2 separate regions of the Mus musculus genome follow, and region 1 is linked to region 2. Evidence: chromatin contacts called from public HiChIP or PLAC-seq data. All regions are on one chromosome and are shown on one strand. The core of a region is the stretch at or near the end of the contact, and the rest is flanking DNA. Distances in the headings are between cores, read along the strand shown. Region 1 has its middle 49 kb from the start of C530043A13Rik. Region 2 holds the start of C530043A13Rik (a long non-coding RNA gene).

Region 1 (5,175 bases), core at 61-2,560, 48 kb after region 2:
GCTCATTTTTAGCCATGACAATCCAGCAGTTGGTTTGAGTGTGAATTTGGGGGGAGGTGTATTCATGTCCGACCATTTCATAAAGTCAAGTGTATAACAGCAAAGGAATTCGGATGACCCAACTCTTTCCTGTTCGTTAGACATCAGCTTGCCCCTTGTTTTCAGTTCACCTGCATCTGGCAGTCTCTAGTTTTAAATGTCAGAAAAGGTTAAAAAGCCTTTGAAATTTGTAAGCGATTTCCTGGTCGTCTGAGGAGGGGAGCCACCCTCTTATGGCATAAATTGATTACCCCTCTCTACCTTTGAAATGGCTTTCAAAGGGAATATATCAAACTAAAAATAAAAGGACTGAAATAAATGCTCATGTGTGGGTCTGAGGATTTACTCCAGAATAAGTGGACCTAGAAGTTTTCCAATATTATATTTCTTTCCATTTTTTCCATGTGTTCTGACTCACACTTTCCCATATCATGAAGAAATAGGAGCAAATACTGTGCTGACGAACATAGCCACACTCTTTCTGTGGACCAACCTCTGAACCTTTGACTCATAAAGGATACAAAGCCCCAAGAAATGAGAGGGGTTAGTGGATGCTTTTTGGGTGTCTAATACATGTGGACGGGATGCCAGAGTGGCACGAGCTCTCCTGATTCAGTAGCCTTTCCTATGTAGTGTGTGACAGTCATCCTCACTGTATACAGAAAATTTGCCATTTGAGGATGCAGGAAGTATAAAGAAGAGAAACTGAAAACAGCTTTACAGTTTGAGTCATTAGTCTGATAGGATCATAACTAGAGTCTGAGAGATTGTTCACCTTACCAAAGGTAGACACTTAGTCTAGGTGCTCACAAAAGGCCAACACCCACATGGACTTTAGGCCAAACATCCACATGAATGTTCACTCTGCTGCTCTTTAACAACTTGATCATCTGTGGCTATCAACCCAAGGAGAGTTCTATTGATTTGCCAAAAGGTTCCATTGCTATATAGCCTCAGAGAACTCCTTTACTGGTTTCATAGATGCAGAACTCACCCTGCTGTCTCGAGGACTCCACCAAGGCATGGAAGTCTCAGTAAGGCACCATCATCAGAGACTTGAAGCACAGATATTTCCTCCCAGGATTCTGAGTTGAAAGTAGGGCCTCGCTTGCTTATGAAAGGTAAATTTTCATCATGTGTCTGTTCCACTTTCTCTACTTCTTCCATGGAGAGTATTTCTAAAATCATTCTTACAAGCACAGTTTTCTTTGTTCTGTGTCCCCTTTGTCTCCCTAAGGTTGCTGACTTTAAAGATCACAGCTACAAATAGCCTTTTGTTTCTCTTATCTGGCATTGCCCTGCCCCAAGAACACTGCAATGTTGAGAACACAATCTCATACATCGGGATACTAGAAACTAGATAAACTATCTCAGAGAAAAAAAATCAGTGACTAACTTCAAATTTTTATAGTGACAAATGTACAAGGAGAGAGGACAGAACTCTCCATACTCCTAGCATTGAGACAATGACTCAACAGCTATATAAAATTATCACAAGCTCCTGAGGGACAATTAGAAGATTAATCTGGGCAGGAATGTATGCTTTGCTTCTCTAACACGGCTCCTCGTGAAGATATGGCACAGCTATGTGTTTGGAAAACTAAGTAGAAGCAGAGTTGGGAGGGTCCAGGATTTCCCCTCGGTCCCCAGAGTACAGGACTGAAGAGGCTTACACTGAAGTAAGCTCAGAAGAGGTGCTATCAAGGACTTCTCAGCCCTTCACTGAGGGCTTGTGTGACTCAAGTCATGGCATTGTTTTGGGAGAAATAGGTTGTGTATACAGGCAGGCTGGGTGGCCAACAAGCACGAGGGATGTGGAGAAGGCCATATGATCTGGGACATTAAGGACTTTCCTGCTTTTCAAAGAAGCAAGTCCCAACCCCAAAACTACCAGTAACCTCTCAATTTGGCATGCAGAAAGAAAAGGCGCAAGTCAAGTAACCTCATCAAGGCACAAGGTGCCAGTTTCTACCTCATCTCTATGTCATAAACCTTGAGGTCTCCAGTCACTCAAGTTAGCCAGCCCAAGGCTTCCTCTATCTCTACTAGCTCCAGCACACCCCCTACAATACCTACCACACTTGCAAAATAGGTCTGCAGGCAGAATTAATCTTCATACAACATTCAAGTACCTTTAATCAGCCTGTCACCAGCTCAAGTCTCCAGCTTCTAGCATCTTTTCACTGTTCCCTTCTGGTATCTTCCCTTGCTGCAGGGCCAAGACATTTCTATTCTCATCCTTAATTGTAACTGAGAAGATAAACTGGGAGCCTTGAGACCTGATTTGGAGCTGTAGACTTGTCAGTCACTGGAAAATTCTGAGAATCCTCAATCTAAGTGAAGGGAGCGCACCCCCAACCCCCCCCCCAACACACACACACACACACTTTGTGTCTGTTACTTTAAATCCATCTATGATGCCAGGATGATTCTACCAGTGGTTTACAACTTGAATGCTTACATGCTGTAGAGCATAGCAGACAGCTTCATTTCTAAGTGTGAATTCTGAGTAGGTGAGATGTCTCAGCAGGTAGAAGCACTTGCTATGCAAACCTGACAGACAGCGTTCAGTTCCCTGAATCCACAGGAGAAAGCACCAGTTCCTCAGAGTTGTCTGCTTACCTGCAGATGTCACCTGCACATGTATGGTGCACATGTGCTTTCACTCATATGCACACACATCCATATATGGACAATAACAAAATATTTTAAGTAGGAATACCATTTTCTAAACCAAGCAATTTTATAAACAACTGTCTTATGATAAAGCTAATACATAAGAACCTAAAGCCATATAAATTCTGTACCCCTTGAATGTGACCTGCATATACTAATCATGAAGGCATCTACTACTATCTCTACTATGCTTAAAAGTTTATGTATATGTGTGTCTTCAGTTTATAATAAGTTGATCAAAATGATTCTTCCTGAGATCTACTCAGAAAAACTCTGATCCAATGGATTTGGAAGTAGAGTCCTGGAAGCTGCACTGTAACCTGTGATGTTTGTGAAACATTTCCATAAGATCTTCTTTGAATTACCTTCCTGCTTACTGGAGAGGCTTCATCATTCAGTTAAATGAGGCTGTCATGAGTTGGCTGTTGGTCTCTCTTTAATGTCCTCTGGGGTCTATGAAGGTAGATACGTGAAGTTCCACAGGAAGCAGTTTGATGGTCATCAAACAAGATAGATACTGAAAGATGGGATTTAGTGCCTGGTGAGTGTCTGTTATAGAACAGGGCTCTCACCTACCTTTGACTTTCACAGTAAAGGCTTCAAACTTGCAATCATTATTTCTGGTGCTACAGAGAAAAACCAAAGGAGATTCATGTTGATGTTGCTTCTCATTGGCTCTAGACCAGCTTTGCAAACTCAGTTTTGGCCAGAGTTACTCCTTAATTGTGTGTCTTCCAAATCATACAATCTGGAGATGCATAATTGGACAGCTCGTGTAGTACTAGAAGGTTAACTGTCTTACTACAATAAACACAGGGATGACCGTGGCGTCACTGCTGTGGCTCTGGGCACAGCTTTTGGCTCATACAATAGGGATTCCAATTAGAGAATTCAGATGGTCTAGACTCCATTTTGTGTGGAGGTAAGGAAAATTTCCCCCTTTCAATAATGCCTTGGAATTTCCAAACTGATTATTAAGAGCTCTAGTGAGTCAAACTTCGGCTAGGCTTCTGGCTCCATTCACCTCCCACATTCTTAGAGCTTAGAACTCCTCCAGAGTCCATCACATCTAAGTCTTGCATGGATTCCAACTCCTATATTACACTGAGGATCTGAGGGGCAGAGTGAAATTCTGCTTCCCCAGCCCAAGTTTCCATCTAACTCAGAAAGAGAGCTCTTAATTTATATTTCCCTCGACAAACAATGGTTTAACTTACAGGGTAAAGGCGTCTCAGGAACTTGGACAAACTTAAGAGAAATAAATTAGAGGTTAGATAAAACTCAGCCTTCCCACTTCAGCCAGGTTCTACCATCTCCAGTTACTATAAACAACTGGGAGTTTAAAAGTGTTGAAAAAAAATACATTGACAATCTCCCCCAAAAGAGAAAGATTATAGCACCAGTTTGGGCCTTTTGTATTTTTCTGTGATAATGTGGCTACACAGGAAAACTTTAGCCTCAGAGAAAGACTTACCTACTCTTACACTGAGTCCTTGAAAAGGGAGCTAACGGCCCAATATCTGTCCATCACTTATCTGTGAAGTCGGGATATGAGCTGTCCAAGAAATCCACAAACTATATAAGATCTTCTGTTTGTGTATGTGTGTGTGTGTTTGTGTCTGTGCCTCCCTGTGTCTCTCTCTTTCTGTGTCTCTCTTCTCTGACTCTGTCATTGTCTCTGTCATTCTCTGTGTGGCTCTCTGTGTCTCTCTTTGTCTCCCTCTGTCTCTGTCTTTCTGTTTGTGTCTCTGTCTCTCTCTGTTTCTCTCTCTCCCTGTCCCCCCACCTCTCTCCCCTCCATATGCAAATATCCACAAATGGAAACAGTCAATATTCATCCTACTTTTGAAGCATTTAGGGGTACCAACTTTGTGGTAGGCAGTCTACCAACATCACTGTTGAAGATAAGGGCCAGAGAAAGTGTATGATAGAGAAACACACAAGATTTCTATGTAAGAAGAAATTACTATTTTCTCCAAATATTCAGACCATGAAAGGAAAGGTGTCTGGTTAGCCTCGATGAGGCTCCAGGAGTCTGATGCTCAGTGATGATATTTTACTCTCTAAAATGACAGAAAGAAATCACCTGGCCAGTATTCCAACCTCAAGCAAGTTGCTCCATTCAGAGGCACCCAGCAAAAAGCACCTGGGATTTCTTAAGACAAGCTGAACGAAGATGCTTCTCTCACCTATGGCTTTGGCAGGGTCTACTCCTCACTTAAAGCAAATCAGATGTGACCTCCAAGTCCCCTTTCATCTGGGAGAGTATTCAGACTTGTGAACCCGACCACCCATGTAGCCACAAAACACCGGTTCATCTCAGTAGCAAGACCCTAGGTCCTATATCTGTCTTCTCAGTTTTCAGAGCCAAGATCCTGCATAGTCACAGGAAAGGCTCAAAACAGATCTCCCATGATCTGAAGCATCCTGCTACTTGGAATTTGTGGATTTTAACATTTT
Region 2 (4,992 bases), core at 693-3,192:
AGATCATTTCAGTACAGTGAGGTGTTTCCCAGGGCGTGTGGTGCTAGCTGTCCTTGGAAAGGCTGGTTTACATCGAATGCATGGGTCTTGGGAAGCCTCCAGTGTTCAAGCATGTTTTCACCCACAGTAATCTTGCCGCCTCTCTCCCACTTCGAACTCTCTTCCCACTTTTTACTTTGTTTCTGCCTAACAACCACTGTCCAAATATAACTTCTCTGCCAGGATTCCAAGGTGAAATGTGATCCAAAGGTTCATGTGTTTGAACCCTTGCTCAAAGCTGTTTTTCAAAGGCTGTGGAACTTCTAAGGTGAGTGGCCTCCCTGGTAGAGGTGGGCCCCACGGGCAGAATTTGAAGGTTGACCTGCTTCCGGTTCCAGCTGCTCGCTCTGCTTCCTAGACTGCCGCCACATGAGGAGTCCTGACACAGGCTCTTGTCACATGGTGCTGCTTTCTCATCTCTTCACCACCATGATGAACTATAAGATCTGAAATTATGAGCCAAGATACATCCCTCACATTTCCTCTGTGGGGCACCCCATCATGGCAATTTCTAAACAGCTAACTAGTATCTTTTGCACAGACATATATGTTATTTATTGCTATTGAACACCATATCCTGAAAACCTGTGGCTTTAAACAAACAGAAATAATAATGTGTATTGTCTCAGTTTTATTTAGCCCTGGGACCTGGCGTCAGCTTACCTGGGTGGCCCAGTCCAGGTCCTCATTCCACTGTGGTAAGCTCAAGGTGTTGGCAAAAGCTTCAGGCATCTGACAGTTGGACTGGACCTGGGTGTCTGTTTCCTGGATGGCTCCATTCCATGGGGTTGGCAAGAGTTCCCCATTATTGCCACATGAGCCTCTTTATAAATTGCTTGTGTATCCTCACAACAGAATAGCTAACTTGCCCTACTGCAAACAACCCCAAGAAAAGAGGTAAAAGATGGTGCCTTTACTCTGCTAGCTCCCAGAGGTGAGTATCACCCTTCCTCTACCTTTTTGTAGAAGTCACTAAACCCAGCCACCACTCTCCAGGAGACAAAGTTGAGTACCTACTTTTCAAAGACACGGTTAAAACAAACTCTTAGGAAGCCCAGTTTAGAGCCTGACAACACACTTTGCACAAACACATTCTCTTGTCTGGTACTCTCTCCTGCCTCATTCAATTTGTGTTTTCTCTATAGCATTACTATCATTATCTCTACTTGCCCATCTTTTGACTTAAGATCTAGGACAACAGGAGATTATACATTTTTCACACTCACTACTCTATATCCAGAAGAGTTTCTGGATAAGTTGGCTCAGTGACTGCCTGGTTTCCTGATCAGATGAATGTGAGTTGGGGGAAGAGTCATGGGAGCACACTCAGCCATGGAAACCAGTTACAATGGATCCAAACCTAACACATTGCCCAAAACTTTAGCTTAACAGAATTCTAATGATTTAATTTTTAATATTAATATAGTTACAATTCACTGTTAAGTCACCATGTGATAATAGCTGAGGAAATGGGAGCCTTCACAGTCCCCCCACTAAGAAGTTTCTGCTTTTCAGACTACAACAAACTCTACTAACCAAAACAAAACTTAGGAAAGTCTTTCCTTGTTCCACATGGAAAATAAACAAACAATGGCAACAACAAAGTCTCACCTCTCTTCTCAAGGATCAGCATGAGGCTTTGGGTGGTGGCAATGTCTAGTGTGCCCACAGTGCCTCAAGGTCACAATGTACTGCAGTGGCCAGGAGCCAGAGTTTAATGCAAGCCGTCATCTGAAATTAGGAATAAAAGGTCCCACATGATTCCTTGCTGACTTGTTGTATTTATTCAGAATTTAGCAGCATCTTTAGCTGAATGTTGATGTTCCTTGGCTCTAGAGAATAAGGAAATCCGCATGCAATTAGGAAGCTGACAGTAATGGAAAGTGCATGGGATTAGGAGACCAAAATACATTGCTAATTTGCAGAAAGCCTGGCTTTCCATATCTATAAAAAGGCACAGCCAGACTGATGAGGGTAGAGATAATTTCAAATTCCTATTCTGATTGGATTGTGTTAGAAAGCATGTAGATATCTTAACATCTCTTGAAGAGTCTTTGCCAACTTCTTACCAGAAATGTCAGTGAGCATCGTCATGTGTACAACTGGATCTCTCTCTCTCTCTCTCTCTCTCTCTCTCTCTCTCTCTCTCTCTCTCTTCTCAGTCTAAGACAATGGGATTGGGACACTCAATAAAAGAAACACACACAAAAGGTTAGAAGTATCAAATACAAACTCCCCACTTCAGTGCCATGTGAGGCAAGGGATGATTTCAGTAGATAAGGAGTATGGCTCCCAGCTGTCTCTTAAGAGCAGCAACAACTCACACTTAGGGCAATGCTAGTTCAGGGACATGTTCAGTCCATCAGCTCCTAGCATCTCATTGCTGTCCTTGGTGGCCTACAATGAAGCTCCTAAATCAAGGACTAAAGAGGCCTTGGTCTTTAGGGAACCCTGGGGCCTGAGGAGCAACCTCACTAAATTCCTTGCCCTGTCTGCTGGGACAGACAGTCGTGAGGACAGAACAGGGACAGGAGTTACTGTTGGCCCTCTAGTTAATTTTCAGAGGGAATAAACACCCGAGAGTGTCCATCTGTGCACCAGCCCCTGCAGCAGTAGAACAAGCAGGGCAACTGTGGAAAATAATGGCCCACTCTGTTGAGCCACGCCCCCAGGCAGCTAGCACCCTTCCCTGCTGTGGTGGCAAAAACAAAGGGCAGGGCCTGTCTCCCTCAGGAATGTCCAGGGAATTATATGCTAGCCATAGGTTTGGGTCTGAGGGCTGTGTTACAGTCCAAGCAAAACTCTTTTGGCCTATTGGATAAGGGGGACCTTTATATGTCCCCCCTTTGGGACTGTGATCTTTAAAATCGTGTGTGTGTGTGTGTGTGTGTGTGTGTGTTTGTGTGTGTGTGCCTATATTATATAGAGATATAGATCAGAATCGAAGGAATTCATATAGTTCAAGACCTCCCTGTTTTAGACAAAGAAGCAGCACTTTGAGGGGAATGGATGTATCCACCACAGCATGGGCACATAGTGCCTCTGAGCCCTGATTAAAACCGCTGGCAGGGCGAAGGAGCTTAGCAAATGGAGCACACAGTCCACTGTATTATTGGGCATGGATTATTTACGAGATTTAGTGCCTATTAAATGGGAGTCATCAAGCCTGGGTATAATTTAATGTCGTTTGTTAAAATGACACTGGGAAGGGAAGAGGTCAACAGTTAAGAGACTCCACGTCTCATTTCAGAGGAAAATTCAGTTATAGTGTCCAGTGAGTAATTAGGCCCGTTCCTTAGGAAAAGGGCTCCAAACAATACATAGTGACTATCAAAGCTCTCAGAGTGACTGAAGCCTTGCAGAAAGGAATTATTCAGGAGAATGGAGAGCAGAGCATGCAGGTGCGTGAGAAACAGAGTGAAAATGAACTGGGGAAGCTGCGGGTGGCAAAGGAGTTGGGGACAGCCTACAGCAGGGCACGTAGAGCCAAGGGAAGCCACTCTTTCAGGATGCAGAGACCAGGAGGCCATGCTAGCTTACCCACACTTTGGAACATAACTCTCCCCTGGCCCGAATGAGGTAGAAACATCTCCAGAACTCTTGCCCCGTATTGCCCTGCTCAGTCCCTAAAATGAGGCTGAGATCCCAGACGTCAGTGCTCTCAGCTGGAACCCAGGGCGGATGCCTCTATCAGCTCTTCCATGCATTCCATCCACCATTCTCAGTGTCCCACACTAAGAACCTAACATGCAGGTCTGTCTCTTCAGGCTGGCAGATAGACCAACATTTATTAAATCACAGTCATACAGAAAAGTAGGCTAAGGCAAGGAAGAGATACTTCCAGCAAATACCTGAGTAGACACTACTGTGTTTTCAAAGCATCCCCTTCTTCCTGAACTTGGCAAAGCATCATTAGCAAATAGGCAGTGTGCTTCTGCTCTGCTCTGCACCTCAATTCAATTAACAAGGGAAACTGCGTGTTTCCAAAGAAATGTTGAAGCTCTGAGGAAAGGCAGAACATGACTGTGAAGCCCTCAGGGTCAGGACATCAGATAAGCTCTGCAAACTGAAGAGTCGGAAGAAGACAACATTAAGAGCACAGGGCTGAAAGTAATCAGATCTGAGTCCTAAACGTGGTCCTGACTGTAGTGAGCTGTGGGGTATCCCCAATGAGGAAAAGTCTCCTAAGCAAAATCTTGGCCAAGCCTGGGTTAGATGTGAACAGCAAGTAAGACACCATTGCTAACGGGGAGAAACCCCAGGATGACAAAATACAAGAGCTGAATTAATGGAGGGGAAGAGAAGTGGGAGAAGGAGGAGCGGAGCTGGAAAGATGAAAAATGAGTTTTAAGATGCATAGTTATGTAACTGACACCTCAGGCAGGGTGCAGGGAAAGGAGGAAGATGGCAGAAAGCCCTGGGCTTTCATTTTCACCATCAGGTGGGAACACATGGACACGGGATGGGGCCCAAAAGCTGGAAAATGGGAGAAGGAAGCAGCGGGACAGAGTGAGCACTCGGGGGAGCCAGGGGAGGCTCTATTTGATGAATAGAGGGAACTCTGTCTTTGTAAAGGTCAGATCATGTTCAGGACTACTAACCCAGCAAAAGGAGAGATGAGAGAACCAAGTTGGCTGCTTCAGCACCATGCTCTCTATGGGCTTTGTTTTCATCTACTTGAGCGAGACCAAGTTAAGTGGATATTACAAAAAGACTTCAGCCTAGTCAGACATGCTGTTCAAAGATTAACTAAATGCAGAAAATGAAGAAAAACTAGATTCTCATGGGAGGAAAATGCCATAATGGGAGAATTTGGCAGGGTGTGTGTGTGTGTCTCGCACATATGTATATATAAATGTGGAAGCCCATACTTGATGTCAGGTGTCTTCCTCTACCACTTCCCACCTTATTTTTGAGACAGGATCTCTCAGCTAACCTCAAGCTCCCTGATTC

The links. HiChIP or PLAC-seq counts read pairs in DNA pulled down with a chosen protein or histone mark.
Region 1: a contact with region 2 is called in an H3K27ac HiChIP or PLAC-seq map of extraembryonic endoderm stem cells, with 2.1 times the contacts expected there. The contact joins the enhancer-like site here to the promoter of C530043A13Rik in region 2. A contact is called at or near these places in 1 of 39 promoter capture datasets (cancer-associated fibroblasts), 7 of 484 Hi-C or Micro-C datasets (the N1E-115 cell line, cerebellum, cerebral cortex and 3 more) and 4 of 115 datasets of contacts at active chromatin or transcription factors (embryonic stem cells, extraembryonic endoderm stem cells, fibro-adipogenic progenitors and 1 more).

The regions. Positions count from the first base shown.
Region 1 is chr1:73,576,396-73,581,570 of GRCm38.p6, forward strand. No RefSeq gene overlaps it. Among named protein-coding and RNA genes, the nearest start is that of C530043A13Rik, 49 kb to the left of the region's middle. Within about 2 kb of position 1,311, at least 1 of the 459 cell types and tissues checked has an H3K27ac peak or open chromatin away from gene starts, as enhancers often do. A contact at or near this core is called in extraembryonic endoderm stem cells, where this site is marked.
Region 2 is chr1:73,528,023-73,533,014 of GRCm38.p6, forward strand. C530043A13Rik (a long non-coding RNA gene) reads right to left here and starts at 1,943. Exons shown (of 4, transcript XR_373514.2): 1 at 1,651-1,943.